2 separate regions of the Sus scrofa genome follow, and region 1 is linked to region 2. A link is a contact called in public HiChIP or PLAC-seq data. All regions are on one chromosome and are shown on one strand. The core of a region is the stretch at or near the end of the contact, and the rest is flanking DNA. Distances in the headings are between cores, read along the strand shown. Region 1 overlaps PGD (6-phosphogluconate dehydrogenase, decarboxylating). Region 2 overlaps KIF1B (kinesin-like protein KIF1B).

Region 1 (6,771 bases), core at 3,448-5,947, 140 kb after region 2:
GACACACTCATGAAAAAGAAAGGCAGTACTTTGCCTGTATATCTTTTTTTTTTTTTTATGGCTGCACTCATGGCACATGGCAGTTCCCAGGCCAAGGACTGAATCCAAGGTACAGCTGTGGCAACGCTGAATCCTTTAACCCACTGCTCTGGGCAGGGGATTGGACCTGTGCCTCTGCAGCAACCCTGGCCACTGCTCGGGATTCTTAACCCACTGTGCTGCAGTGGGAACTTCTTGCCTATGTATTTTGAGCAACACCAGTTGACTCCCTAGCCCAGGCCTACCCTTCGGTTATTGAAAAACACCAGTCTAGGCACCGCTTTGTTCACCTCTGAAGTTACAGAAAGGACGGGGTGAAGCAAGATGTTACATGCCCAAGTGGCAGAATCAGAAGGGGTAGGTCAGCACTGGGCACACAGTGGAGGACGTCTCTGGGTTCAGGGTGAGCAGGGCAGCTGGAGAGGTGTCGCCCAGGCCAGCTGAGCACCCAGTCCACGGACAGGCGTGTCCCCATCGTGGAGACGGATGCCCAGGACCACAGAACCTGGTGCTTCATCATGTTTTGTGCTGACTCCTCACCCTCCAGCCAGTTTTCCCATAATTTGGCTTCCCAGGTAGCTTGTCCATAGGAACAGAATGTATTGATGAGACCAACACTTATAACCACCAAGATATAGTTCAGTTTCTCATCATACATTCACACACTGGTCTATTCTGGTTTCTACATCTTGCTACGTTATTACAAATCATCATCTGTCAGCAAAGGGACCTGGACTAGATGCAGTTCCAGGCTGAGGAGACTGAGGTCATGTTACCCCCCAGTGGCCATTAGCAACAACTATAATATGTTTCTATGTGTTTTTATAAAGTACAAGTGATTGAATTGGCCAGCTTATTTTCACCTGCCATTGCTAGAAAAATGGTAACTTTAGGAAAAAGACTTTTACTTGTGGGTGAGGGCTGAGGAATTACCTTTAAGGACAAGGAGAAAGATGGGAAATGTAGGGTAAAGAGTGAAGGGTACCTGCAGTGAATTTGGGGCTTTTGGAAAATCATTAGAGAAATGCACCTGGAGTCAGTGTGAAACAGCGTGGACTGAACTGAAGCTTATGTTGAGTTGTTATATGGTGATGCTTCTTTTGAAAATACCATAAGTATTTCTCTGTATGTGTTACGTTTTGTGTGGGGAGAGAGCCTGGCCAGAGAATTGGATGTGGGCTGGGGTGTTTCCGGGCTCTCTGATGACCTCGCGGCGCCTGTGGCTCTAACAGGTGGGAGACGAGGGCGCAGGACACTTTGTGAAGATGGTGCACAATGGGATAGAGTACGGGGACATGCAGCTCATCTGCGAGGCCTACCACCTGATGAAGGACGTCCTGGGCATGGAGCAGCACGAGATGGCCAAGGTGAGTCCCGGGCCCGGGCCGCCACGCTGCTCAGGTGAGAAGGTGGCAGTCCACCCTTTCTCATGCTTTCTCCCTTGGTCCTTCTGGTGGCCTGGACGGACTCAGCCTCACTGGAGGGAGGCTCTCAGTTATAGGACAGTAAAATCTGATGGCCAGTCCCTGAGCCAGAATTCCCAGACTCCTGCTGGGCCTCATCACTGCCACCCTGGGACCCTGACGGTGTCAGGCCTGTGTCGCTTAACTACACCATTTCTGTTGACCTCCTGCTGTCTCTGTGGGCGGTGGTGCAGCAGAAGCTTGCTTTTCTGAGCGGGGCGGGCAGGCCGTGTGACAGCAAGTCAGAAAGGTCAGGCCAGGCTGGGAAACGAGCCTTTCCCCCAATGTTTTATCACGAAAATGTTCAAACATACAACCGAGTGGAAAGAATTTGACAGTGAACACTTGCATGCCTACGACCTAGATCCTGCCATTAACACTTCTCCAGACTTGCTTTATCAAGTATCTGTCCACCCTTCTATCAGTTTTATCTTTTTGAAAAATACATTGTGGAGTTCCCACTCACTTATGTTGGGGATGGAATCATGGGAAAAACAAGCCCTGCCTTCGTGGGAAGACAGACCATGATAAATACATAAAACTAGTTTGTGATTACTGTGTTATTTTTTTAGGGGCGACACCCATGACACAGGGAGGTTCCCAGGCTAGGGGTTTAACGGGAGCTGCAGCTGCCCTCCTACAGCACAGCCACAGCAACGCGGGATCTGAGCCACATCTGTGACTTACACCACAGCTCATGGCGGTGCCGGATGCTTTAACCCCCTGAATGAAGCCAGGCATCCTCATGGATACTAGTTGGGTACTTAACCTACTGAGCCACAATGGAAACTCCCGTGATTACTATTTTTGTCTTTTTAGGGCTGCACCCGCAGCATATGGAGGTTCCCAGGCTAGGAGTCAAATCAGAGCTGCAGCTGCCAGCCCACACCACAGCCACAGCAATGCCAGATCTGAGCCGTGTCTGCAACCTACACCACAGCTTACGGCAATGCTGGATCCTTAACCCACTGAGGGAGGCCAGGGATCGAACCTGCGTCCTCCTGGATGCTAGTCAGATTCATTTCCGCTGAGCCAGGATGGGAACTCCATGGTTACTACATACAGTAAGGTACACGGGTGTGAGAGGCAGATCTAGTCTGGGTGATGGAGGAAGGTGACCCAGGTGAGGGGTGGACGCATCTGGCTCTGAGACAGCCCAGGGCTGCTCATCAGAAAATCAGCATGAATGGGCTGAAAGCAGACACTGCTGAGGGGAGAGTGTTCGCGCTGGGGAGATGCGTGTCAGCCCGCTGTGAGCCCGGGTCCTCATTCCCACAGGAGGGAGGCATCGGCCACGGAGGCCTCGGCAGAGCCTCACCTCTCATGCTGTTTGGCCCCCGTCCTGCACACAGGCCTTTGAGGAGTGGAACAAGACCGAGCTGGACTCCTTCCTGATTGAGATCACGGCCAACATCCTCAAGTTCCAGGATGCCGACGGCAAGCACCTGCTGCCCAAGATCAGGGACAGCGCGGGACAGAAGGGCACCGGGAAGTGGACGGCCATCTCGGCCCTGGAGTACGGCGTCCCCGTCACCCTCATTGGTAACACGCTGCTTCACTCTGAACCCTTTCGTCTCCCTGTTTTGACCCTGACGTCCTTCTGGAATATCGCCGTAGACTGGCAGCCAAGTCACGGTTGTCCAGAGAATCTGTTCAGCCCTAGTCGGCTTTCTGAGCCCCTTCTGCTCTTGCAGCTGAATGAACTAGCGTGAGAGGCTGAAGCTGCTTTTGAAGCCCTTCTTGGAAGTCCTCCTGTCGTATGAGCTCTGAGATAAATCCAAAAGTTACTGTCTTAACCAGTTTGACTTTTGGATAGGGTTTTTTGGGGGGGAAGCCACGCCCACGGTACATGGAAGTTCACAGGCCATGGGTTGAACCCGCACCACAGCAGTGACTAGAGCTGCTGCAATAACAATGCCAGTCCTTAACCCATTGCCACAGGGGAACTCTGTGGGATAGGTTTTTGTTTCTTGTCTTTTTATGGCCGCACCTGTGGCATATGGAGGTTCCCAGGCTAGGGGTCGAATTGGAGCTGTAGCCAACTGGCCTCCACCACAGCCACAGCAATGCCAGATCCGAGCACAATCTGCAACCTACACCACAGCTCAAGGCAACACCAGATCCTTAACCCACTGATCAAGGCCAGGGATGGAACCTGCATCCTCATGGATGCTAGTCAGATTCATTTCTGCTGAACCACGACAGGAACTCCATGTGTGGGATAGTTTTAACATTAGTGATTTAATTAAGTCAGTGACGTAAAATAGAATTTAATAGGGAAGGTAACTGTAATGGGCTTTTTCATATGAAAGTTCACAGAATTTTTAAAGCTTTGGTACTCAACATTTATTTTGCAGTATTTTTTCTCAGGTATTTGGGAAGTAAAATATTACCTGTGCATTGCAAGTCCTTTAATATTCTCTTCCTAAGCTCCTTCCCCTTCTTTAGAAGAAAAGTACCCTGAAGTTGCTGTATATCTTTCCATCCATGTTTTTCATCCTGTCTTAATGAGCTAAGCACCAAACTCAAAGAAATGTAGAGATAAGGAAATAATACAAAGCTGAAATAAACAAAGGCCATAAAGGCATTAACAAAACTACACATTGGTTCTTCAAGAATAAAACAGAAGTTCCTATTGTATCTCAGAGGGTTAAGAACCTGACTAGTATCCATGAGGACGTGGGTTCGATCCCTGGCCTTGCTCAGTGAGTCAAGGATCCAGTGTTGCCATGAGTTGTGGTGTAGGTTGCAGACGTGGCTCAGATCTGGCATTGCTGTGGTGCAGGCCATTAGCTACAGCTCTGATTCAACCCCTAGCCTGGGAACCTCCATATGCTGCATGTGTGGCCCAAAAAAAGAAAAAAGAAAAAATAGAGGAGTTCCCTTGTGGGTTAAGGATCTGGCGTTGTGACTGCAGTGACGGGTCACTGCTGTGGTGTGGGTATGGTCCTTGGCCTGGGAACTTCCATATGCTGTGGGCATAGCCAAAACGCAAAACCAGAACCCTTCAATTCTGGCAAGATTGAAAAAGAAGGCAGGCTCATCTTGGTCCCGGCGGAAGTGTCCCCCCGCAGTCTCATGACAAGCTCTCCTGCTGCTCCCTGTCCCTCCCTAGCGGGCTCCTTCCTTGGGTTTCTGCACTGATGAAGCCTCACTGTCTGCAGCGAGCTGCAGGGCTGAGGGCACAGCGAGGAGGGAAGTAGTTGCTTCGTCCAGCTCTGCCGAGAAGGAAGTTGGTGCTTTTTAGCTGCTCCAAGTACTGCCTTGGGTGGAGGGGACAGTAACTCGAGCAGCTTATTCATGACTGACTCAAACGTAAGAGCATCACACCCTCAAAAAGATTCCTGCTCTCTTGATTTAGAGACTTTGTACCCTCCCTCCCAGCTGATGGCAGGCGGCTGCCTCCCTGGCCGGGCGCCTTCCTGTTTGCCAAGCTGATGGGGAAGTAAGTCTCCAGCTAATCTTAGGTAACACTGAGGTTTCGCCACCCTTGCCTCCTGTGCCTTTTGTCCTGGTGAGCTTCCGCCCAAGAGTGCCAAGTCATCGTGTGTGTGCAGCACAGGAGCCCCAGAGCGCGGGACGAGGACAGCAGGATGCCCCTTTGCAAGCCGAGGCCAGAATCCGTTCCTCAAAATAAAGGCCTCCATTACGTCCCAGAGATCTCACCTCATTGGGGGGAAAAGTGGTTATTCTAATTATATAAGTTGTCAATTAGGCAAGTTCTTAGAAGTGATCACTTTTAAGATTCTAAATTTCTTAATAGTAAAATACTGTGTTGAAATGTTTTCTGTTCAAATGAAGTAAAACTGGAACTGTAGTGGTCATCATGGACACACCGAAGCTGTAAACGGTAATAATTAGAAAGTGGGGTTCTTTGAAGGGTGACGTCTGTGTTACTTGTCCGTGTACTAGTTGTTTCAAAGTGATGGCTGTTCGTGTGTCAAAAGAAAATAGTGTTTGGTGAGCATCTAAAATTTTAAGTCTTCCCAGTTGAATTTTTTACTGGTAGACCAACACTAATACTATATATAATTTAAAAAAATTTTTTATGGCTTTTTTAGGGCCACACCCGAGGCATATGGAGGTTCCCAGGCTAGGAGTTGAATCAGAGCTATAGCTGCCACCTTACACCATAGCCACACAGGATCCAAACCTCGTCTGTGACCTACACCACAGCTCACAGCAATGCTGGATCCTTAACCAAGCAGGGCTCTGACCTGCATCTTCACGGATCCTAGTTGGGGTCGTTCACTGCTGAGCCACGATGGGGACTCCAAGTAATTCTAAATAACAGTGGTTTTCCCATTTCCTTTTTTCCCCTTAAAACTGTCCTCTGAATTTCATGGTGATCTTGGTGATTAAATACCTGTGTTCTTGGAGTTCCTGTCGTGGTGCAGTTGGTTAACGAATCCACTAGGAACCATGAGGTTGCGGGTTCGGTCCCTGCCCTTGCTCAGTGGGTTAACAATCAGTGTTGCCGTGAGCTGTGGTGTAGGTTGCAGATGCGGCTCGGATCCCGCGTTGCTGTGGCTCTGGCGCAGGCCGGCGGCTACAGCTCCGATTCGACCCCTAGCCTGGGAGCCTCCATGTGCTGCAGGAGCAGCCCAAGAAATGGCAAAAAGACAAAAAAAAAAAAACCTGTGTTCACATTGGAAGACTGACTTGAGTTTCAGTTTTCAAATTAACTGTTTGGAGCTTTTTATAAAAGCTCTTTCTGATCCAGGTTAACTTCTGTGGCCTAAGGTTGAGACGTGGGCTCTTTGTAAACTGGGAATCTTGCTCTGTTCCTGTTTTCCCTCGTGCCCTGGCTCGTGTGTGCTGCCCCTCGGGTCCCGTGGACTTTGGTGACACATCTCCCCCCACAGGAGAAGCAGTCTTTGCTCGATGCTTATCATCCCTGAAGGACGAGAGGGTTCAAGCGAGCAAAAAGCTCAAAGGGCCTCAAAAGATCCAGTTTTCAGGAGACAAGAAATCCTTCCTGGAGGACATTCGAAAGGTGGGCTCAGTCCCGCAGTGGCAGTGGGGCTGGGGCTGCTGTGGGGAGCGGCCTGGGGCTGGAGGGGGCGGTGGTCTGGCCTCGGCCTTGCATCCAGCGTGCGGCCTCTTCTGCGGTGTGGTCCTGGATGCGCACTGCAGGGGTTACCGCGCGCGCTGCAGCCTGTGTGTCCTCCCCAGGCCCTCTACGCCTCCAAGATCATCTCCTACACTCAGGGCTTCATGCTGCTGAGACAGGCAGCCGCGGAATTTGGCTGGAGCCTCAACTACGGAG
Region 2 (6,677 bases), core at 707-3,206:
TTGTTTTTGCTTTTTAGGGCCGAACCTGAGGCATATGGAGGCTCCCAGGATAGGGGTCTAATTGGAACTGCAGCTGCCGGCCTACACCACAGCCACAGCCACAGCCACACCAGATCCGTGCTGCACCTGCGACCTATACCACAGCTCACTGCAACGCCTGATCCTTAACCCACTGAGCAAGGCCAGGGATCGAACCCACAACTTCATGGTTCCTAGTCGGGTTGTCTCTGCTGTGCCATGATGGGAACTCCTCTGCTTGTTTTTATTCCACTCTAAACCAGTTTTGAATCTGGGTTCTTAAGTGAAATTGCAAGACAGAAAATAGGGTTAAGGAGTTCCCTGGTAGCTAGTGAGTAAAGGATCCATTGTTGTCATTGCTGTGGCTCTGGTTCTAGCTATAGCATGAGTTCCATCCCTGGCCCCAAAAGTTCCACATGCCATGGGCGAACCTAAAAAGAAGAAAAGAAAGTAGGGTTAAGAAAAAGCAATACAAGACTTTTTTGAGTCTCAAATACTCTGTGCAAGAGAGTTAAGCACAGAGAAAATCCTTTTCTTCTTGACTGGAACCTCTTAATTATTTCATTAACTTCTCTGCTATGTATGTTTTACTTTTTTGAGCTCTGATAATGTTAATGTGGAATTAAACTGAGCAAGCAAGTGGACAAGATGTTTTATTCTTGGGGGAAAAAAACTGCACAGCATTTCTGATGTTCTTCAAATACCTGGGTTTGTTAATTTTTCCTTTTCTACAGTGGTTGGCTAAATATATTAGACTTTGGAGTTCCCCTTGTGGTGCAGTGGGAACGAATCCAACTAGGAATCATGAGGTTGAGGGTTCAGTCCCTGGCCTCGCTCAGTGGGTTGAGGATCCGGCGTTGCCATGAGCTGTGGTATAGGTCACAGACGAGGCTCAGATCCTGTGTTGCTGTGGCTGTGGCATAGGCCAACAGCTGTAGCTCCAATTAGATCCCTAGCCTGGGAACCTCCATATGCCTTGAGTGCAGTCCTAAAAACCAAAAAAAAAAAAAAAAAGTGTGTGTGTGTGTGTGTAGTAGACTTTGAAATTGAACCGCTTGCCTTAGATCTTGGCTCTGCCATTTTTCAACTAATATTGGGCAAGTTACTTAAACTTGTGTGCCTCAGTTTCTCTAACCTCATATAACTGGTAAAGAGGAACAAGTATTAATATAAGTTAAGTAGATATATTAGTGCCTGACATAGAATAAATTTATGTTACTACTATTAATAATAAGTTTATATTGATTTCTATTCTGTCTGTATTCCTGAGTAGCAGCAGCTAGATTTCTAAATCTGAAGTTAGATTTATTGTGTTGGCTATTACAAAGATCTTTAGGGCTGCACTCATGGTGTCTGGATGTTCCCAGGCTAGGTGTCAAATTGGAGCTGTAGCCCCTGGCCTACGCCACAGCCACAGCAACACAGGATCTGAGCTGCATCTGCATCCTACCCCATAGCTCACGGCAACGTCAGATCCTTAACTCACTGAGCGAGGCCAGGGATCAAACCTGCATCCTCATGGATCCTAGTCAGGTTCATTAACCACTGAGCTATGAAGGGAACTCCCGCCTTTTCCATCTTAACTAAAAATAAGCAGTTATCACGCATGGTGACCATAATTTTTGCCACCTGAAGTGCAAGAGAAAAACTAGCATGTATTTCTTCTCCCTTCACAATTTCATGAGTAGAAAATTCGTTGTTACCGTAGACATTAGCAACCTTAGAATACGATTTTTTTTCTTCCCTTAAGTCAAAAGCTTTCATCTTTTCACTTAAAGGAAATAATTTATCTAAGGTGTCTCTGGCATATCTGAATTACCAGCATTACTGTTCTAGTACTTTGGGGCCATTATTAAGTAAAATAATGTGATACCACAGCAGTTTACCTGGTAACTGAGATGGCTACCAAGTGACTAATGCATGGGATAGGCTGGACACAGGGATGATCACGTTCTGGGCATGACGGGACCGGGCGGGGTGAGATTTCATCATGCTACTAGAATGACGCACTTTAAACTTACGAATTATTTCTTGAATTTTCTCTCTATTGTTTTCTGACTGTGGTTGACCGTAGGTAGCAGAAGCTGTGGAAAGTGAAACTGTGGCTAAGGGAGGACTGCTGTGTACTTGTAAAACCAATACCACGATTCGGATAATGTGAATTTCCATTACTCCCAAAGTTGCTTTATGCCCTTTTGTACTCTCCTGTACCCTCAGGCAGTCCCCGGTTTGCTTTCTGTCACTATAGATCAGTTTAGACTTTCCAGGATTTTGTTTAAATAGAATCGTGTAGTGTATACTATTTTCTGCCTGGCTTCTTTCACTTAGCATAATGATTTTGAGATTCATCTATGTTGTGTGTATCATTAGTTCATTCATTTTTATTGCTGATTAGTATTCATTGTGTAGATATGTCACAGTTCACACATTAATTCATCTGTTGATACGCATTTAAATTGTTCCCAGTTTCTGATCGTCACAAATGAAGATGCCATGAACATTTGTGTACAGGTCTTTGTGTGGATACTTGTGTTTGGTTTTGCTGGTAAATACCTAGGAGTAGGATGGTTTAGTCTTAAAGTAGGTGTAGGTTTAGCTTCTTAAGGATTAGTAGTGTATGAGAGTTCTAGTTGCTAGAAGCTTCATTTTTTTTCTTTCTTTATAAGGCCACATCTGTGGCACATGGAAGTTCCTACACTAGGGGTCAAATCAGATCTGTAGCTGCTGGCCTGCACCACAGTCATAGCAGTGGGGATCCAAGCTGTCTGTGAACTATACCACAGCTCACTGTGACACCTGATCCTTAACCCACTAAGTGAGGCCAGGGATCAAACCTACATCCTCATGGATACTAGTTGAGTTCTTAAACCACTGAGCCACAAAAGAACTAGAAGCTTCATTTTTAACATGTCATTTAATAGGTTAATGAGTTTTATGTCTTTTTATGACATTTTAAAATATGTTTATCTTTAAATTAATTATCTATTTTATTAATTATATTTATTTTTTTTGCCACACTTGTGGCATGTGCAAGTTCTCAGGCCAGGGGTCAGACCTGTGCCAAAGCAGCAACCCAGGCTGCTGCAGTGACAATCCTAGATCCTTAACCCACTATACCACAAGGGAGCTCCTAAAATAACTTGGTTTTTTGTTTTTGGTTTTGTTTTTTTGTTTTTTTTGCCTTTTTTAGGGCCGCTCCCGAGGCATATGGAGGTTCCCAGTCAGAGAGTCTAATAGCAGCTGTAGCTGCTGGCCTACGCCAGAGCCGTAACAACGCCAGATCCGAGCCCCATCTACAACCTATACCACAGCTCATGGCATCGTTGGATCTTTAACCCACTGAGCAAGGTCAGGGATAGAACCCTCAACCTCATGGTTCTTAGTCGGATTCACTAACCACTGAGCCATGACAGGAATTCCTAAAATAACTTCTTTTAAAGCAAGATAATTGCTGTAAACTTTTTTTGCTTGCTCTTTAAATTGACTACAGTCTGTCTTCTTAAGCCACATACAAGGGGCTTAATTAATATTTTTAGTGTTCTCAATGCCTTAATCTTTGAATTTCTTGCCTCTAAGTATTTTCTACTTTTACCTTGCTTATTTGTTAATTTCCCCAATGTTACTGCTCTTTACCAGGTCAGTAAAATCAGCTTGGTGGATCTTGCTGGAAGTGAACGGGCTGATTCAACTGGCGCCAAAGGGACTCGATTAAAGGTATTTATTTTACCAAATAAATAGCCTAGTCAGTAAATGTTCTATAACACAGGTCAGCAGACTATGGCCTATTGGCCAAATCCGATCCACTGCCCATTTTTGTAAATACAACTTACTGGGACACAGCTGCCTCTGTTTGTGCATTGTCTGTGGCCATGTTCATGCTATAGTGATAGAGTTAAGAAGTTATAGCAGGGACCACATGACCCACAAAACCTTTCACCAAAAAGTTGTGCTAACTTCTGATCTGTAACTTCAATGAAAAGATATGTGATAATAGTTAAGGAGGACTTCTGCTCAAGGTGAAAATAGAATTGTATTTTGAGAAACAGTCAGAATTTGGTTAGATATAAGTTCAGGGACAGTAATGGGAAAAGGATACACAAGATCCAGATGTGGGAAAGAACTTGGACTTCTCTAGAGACATGCTTAACTGGAGGAGAAACTTCATGTCAGTGAGTTGTGGGGGAAAGGCTGCATCTGTAAGTTTTTGGAGGACAGACATCTTGATGATACTTTAGGACTGTGAGTTAGGCAGGTGGTCCTGGTATGTCAAGAAGTGGAGAGAAGGAAAGATTGAGAGTTACGGAGTTCCCATCGTGGCTCAGCGGAAATGAATCTGACTAGCATCCATGAGTACACAGGTTTGATCTGGGGCCTTGATTAGTGAGTTAAGGATCTGGCATTGCCATGAGCTGTGGTATGGGTCACAGATGCAGCTCGGATCTGATGTTGCTGTTGTGTAGGCCAGAGGCTGTAGCTCCATTTGGACCCCTAGCCTGGGAACCTCCGTATGCCATGGGTGTGGCCCTAAAAAGCAAAAAAAAGAAATACATAAATAGAATTAAAGGAGGTTTTTAGTGTTTGTGATTATAAAAAAACAAATAATGCTAGCATATGGCTAATTGTATTTTATGTAGTATATGTGATGTGATAATAGTAGAAATTCTTTGTCGTAATCCTTTTATGTTTGGTATTGATTTCAGGAAGGAGCAAATATTAATAAGTCCCTTACGACTCTGGGTAAAGTCATTTCAGCCCTGGCAGAGGTGGTAAGTATTATTCTTCAGTGTAAGGGAAAAATTTGTCAGTTCAGAAAATGTACTAGATGATATTTTATGATTGTTTAATGAAGGCTCTCCTTTTCTGGTCCTTTTATATAATCTTGCTTGTGCCCTTTTAGAGGTTTCCAGATAAGATACTAGGTATATCACACTTTGTACTGAAAGTAAAAGTGATTAAGGAAAATAAAAGTAAATGTAGGCCTGTAAAAGCTAGAATTAGAACTAGGTCTTTGCAGAAACCTGAAGTTTTGACCATTTGAGCCTTATTTTGTATCTCTCATAAAAACCAAGGATATTTATTGCATATTCTTTTTTATGTGATTTTTTTTCTACATAGGATACTGTACCTTTTAGAATATTTTGTACAGTTTGCCTTGGTGAATGCAGTTGATTTTGTGGGTCAATAATATATTTTTTAAATAGTTTTATTTTTTTTTATACCTTAGCAATGGGACACTAAAGCTGAAACCATTTTTATATAAGGGGCTTCATTACTTAGGTTAGAAGCTAAGGGACTACTGTTGTCTGTTCTAATTTAATTTATTCCTGCTTTGAATCCCTACAAAGAATTGAATGTTTTCTTGCTTGTCTCTAAGAAGTCATATTTAATTTATGACTTAAAATTTAAACAAAATATTTTCTATTTGGAGGCTTATCCTGTGTTTTCATTCTCTTAAATGCTTTCACATCTGTAGGATAACTGCACCAGCAAGGTATGGTGAAGTTTGGCAGAAATGAAGTAGCTATAGAATCAATTGTAATGATTTTAAATCCTCAGCTGGATGTATGGAGGCATAAGTAGGAATGGAACCTTCCAAAAACTTCCTGCTATTTGTTTTCTAGCTCTGGAATTTAGAATTGCTTTTTAGGGTGACCTATGAATCGTGAGACTGCACACCAGAGTGATTTAAGGAACATGGTGTGTGCTTTGGAGAATGAATAAGGGAGCAAGAAACAAACTTGAGGAAGCTTGCACATTGTGTTATCATATGCTGCTTCTCCTAGTGATCTGTAGGATTGCTGCTTGAAGAAGTCTCCTGTGAACCTCTTGAAGAGCAGTAAAAGATACTTCTTTTCTTTTTTTTTTTTTTCAGGGCTACACCCACAGCATTTGGAGGTTCCCAGGCTAGGGGTTAAATTGGGGCTACAGCTGCCCACCCACACTACAGCCACAGCAGTTATCAGATCCAAGCCATGTCTGTGACCTACACCACAGCTCACGGCAACACTGGATCCTTAACCCACTGAGTGAGGCCAGGGATTGAACCCACAAGCTCATGGTTCATAGTCGGATTCGTTTTTGCTGCGCCATGACTGGAATTCCTAAAAGATATTTCTTAAGGGTACCATTCTAAAACATAGCTGGTTTCTTCAAATTATTGGTATATTTTTCTTAAACCTCTTGTATTATCTTGTTTCCCCCCATGAAAAGTCATGGATTATTTAAATCATCGAAAATTTTTTTCTACTCTTTGGTTATACATAAAGTACAGGCTCTGAAATTAAGTTAAGCTGCATCTAGAAAACATTATTTGCTTCCTTATTAATCCAGAGACAATAGATTTTTCTTTTATACTTCTAAAGAGAGATTCCAGAATGTATGGTGTTCCCATTGTGCATAGGAGGTTAAGAACCTGACTGATATCCATGACGATGTGGGTTCGATCCCTGGCCTTGCTCATTGGGTTAAGGATCTGGTGTTGCCATGAGTTGTGGTATAGGTTGCAGACACAGTTTGGATCCTGTATTGCTGTGGCTGTGGCTTAGGCTGACAGCTGCAGCTCTGATTTGACCCCTTGCCTAGGAACTTCCATATGCCACGGGTGTGGCCCTAAAAAGCAAAAAAAAGTATTACTGCTCTTTTGTATAAATAATAGAGCA

What was found. HiChIP or PLAC-seq counts read pairs in DNA pulled down with a chosen protein or histone mark.
Region 1: an H3K27ac HiChIP or PLAC-seq map of alveolar macrophages shows a contact between it and region 2. The contact joins two enhancer-like sites. A contact is called at or near these places in 1 of 47 Hi-C or Micro-C datasets (fibroblasts) and 1 of 2 datasets of contacts at active chromatin or transcription factors (alveolar macrophages).

The regions. Positions count from the first base shown.
Region 1 is chr6:70,684,579-70,691,349 of Sscrofa11.1, forward strand. PGD (6-phosphogluconate dehydrogenase, decarboxylating) reads left to right here. Exons shown (of 14, transcript XM_003127557.4): 7 at 1,272-1,406; 8 at 2,855-3,044; 9 at 6,368-6,498; 10 at 6,678-6,771. Among named protein-coding and RNA genes, the nearest start is that of PGD, 12 kb to the left of the region's middle. Within about 2 kb of position 4,698, at least 9 of the 83 cell types and tissues checked have an H3K27ac peak or open chromatin away from gene starts, as enhancers often do. A contact at or near this core is called in alveolar macrophages, where this site is marked.
Region 2 is chr6:70,546,590-70,553,266 of Sscrofa11.1, forward strand. It overlaps KIF1B (kinesin-like protein KIF1B), which reads left to right. Exons shown (of 46, transcript XM_021095324.1): 8 at 3,655-3,732; 9 at 4,719-4,784. Among named protein-coding and RNA genes, the nearest start is that of KIF1B, 55 kb to the left of the region's middle. Within about 2 kb of position 1,957, at least 4 of the 83 cell types and tissues checked have an H3K27ac peak or open chromatin away from gene starts, as enhancers often do. A contact at or near this core is called in alveolar macrophages, where this site is marked.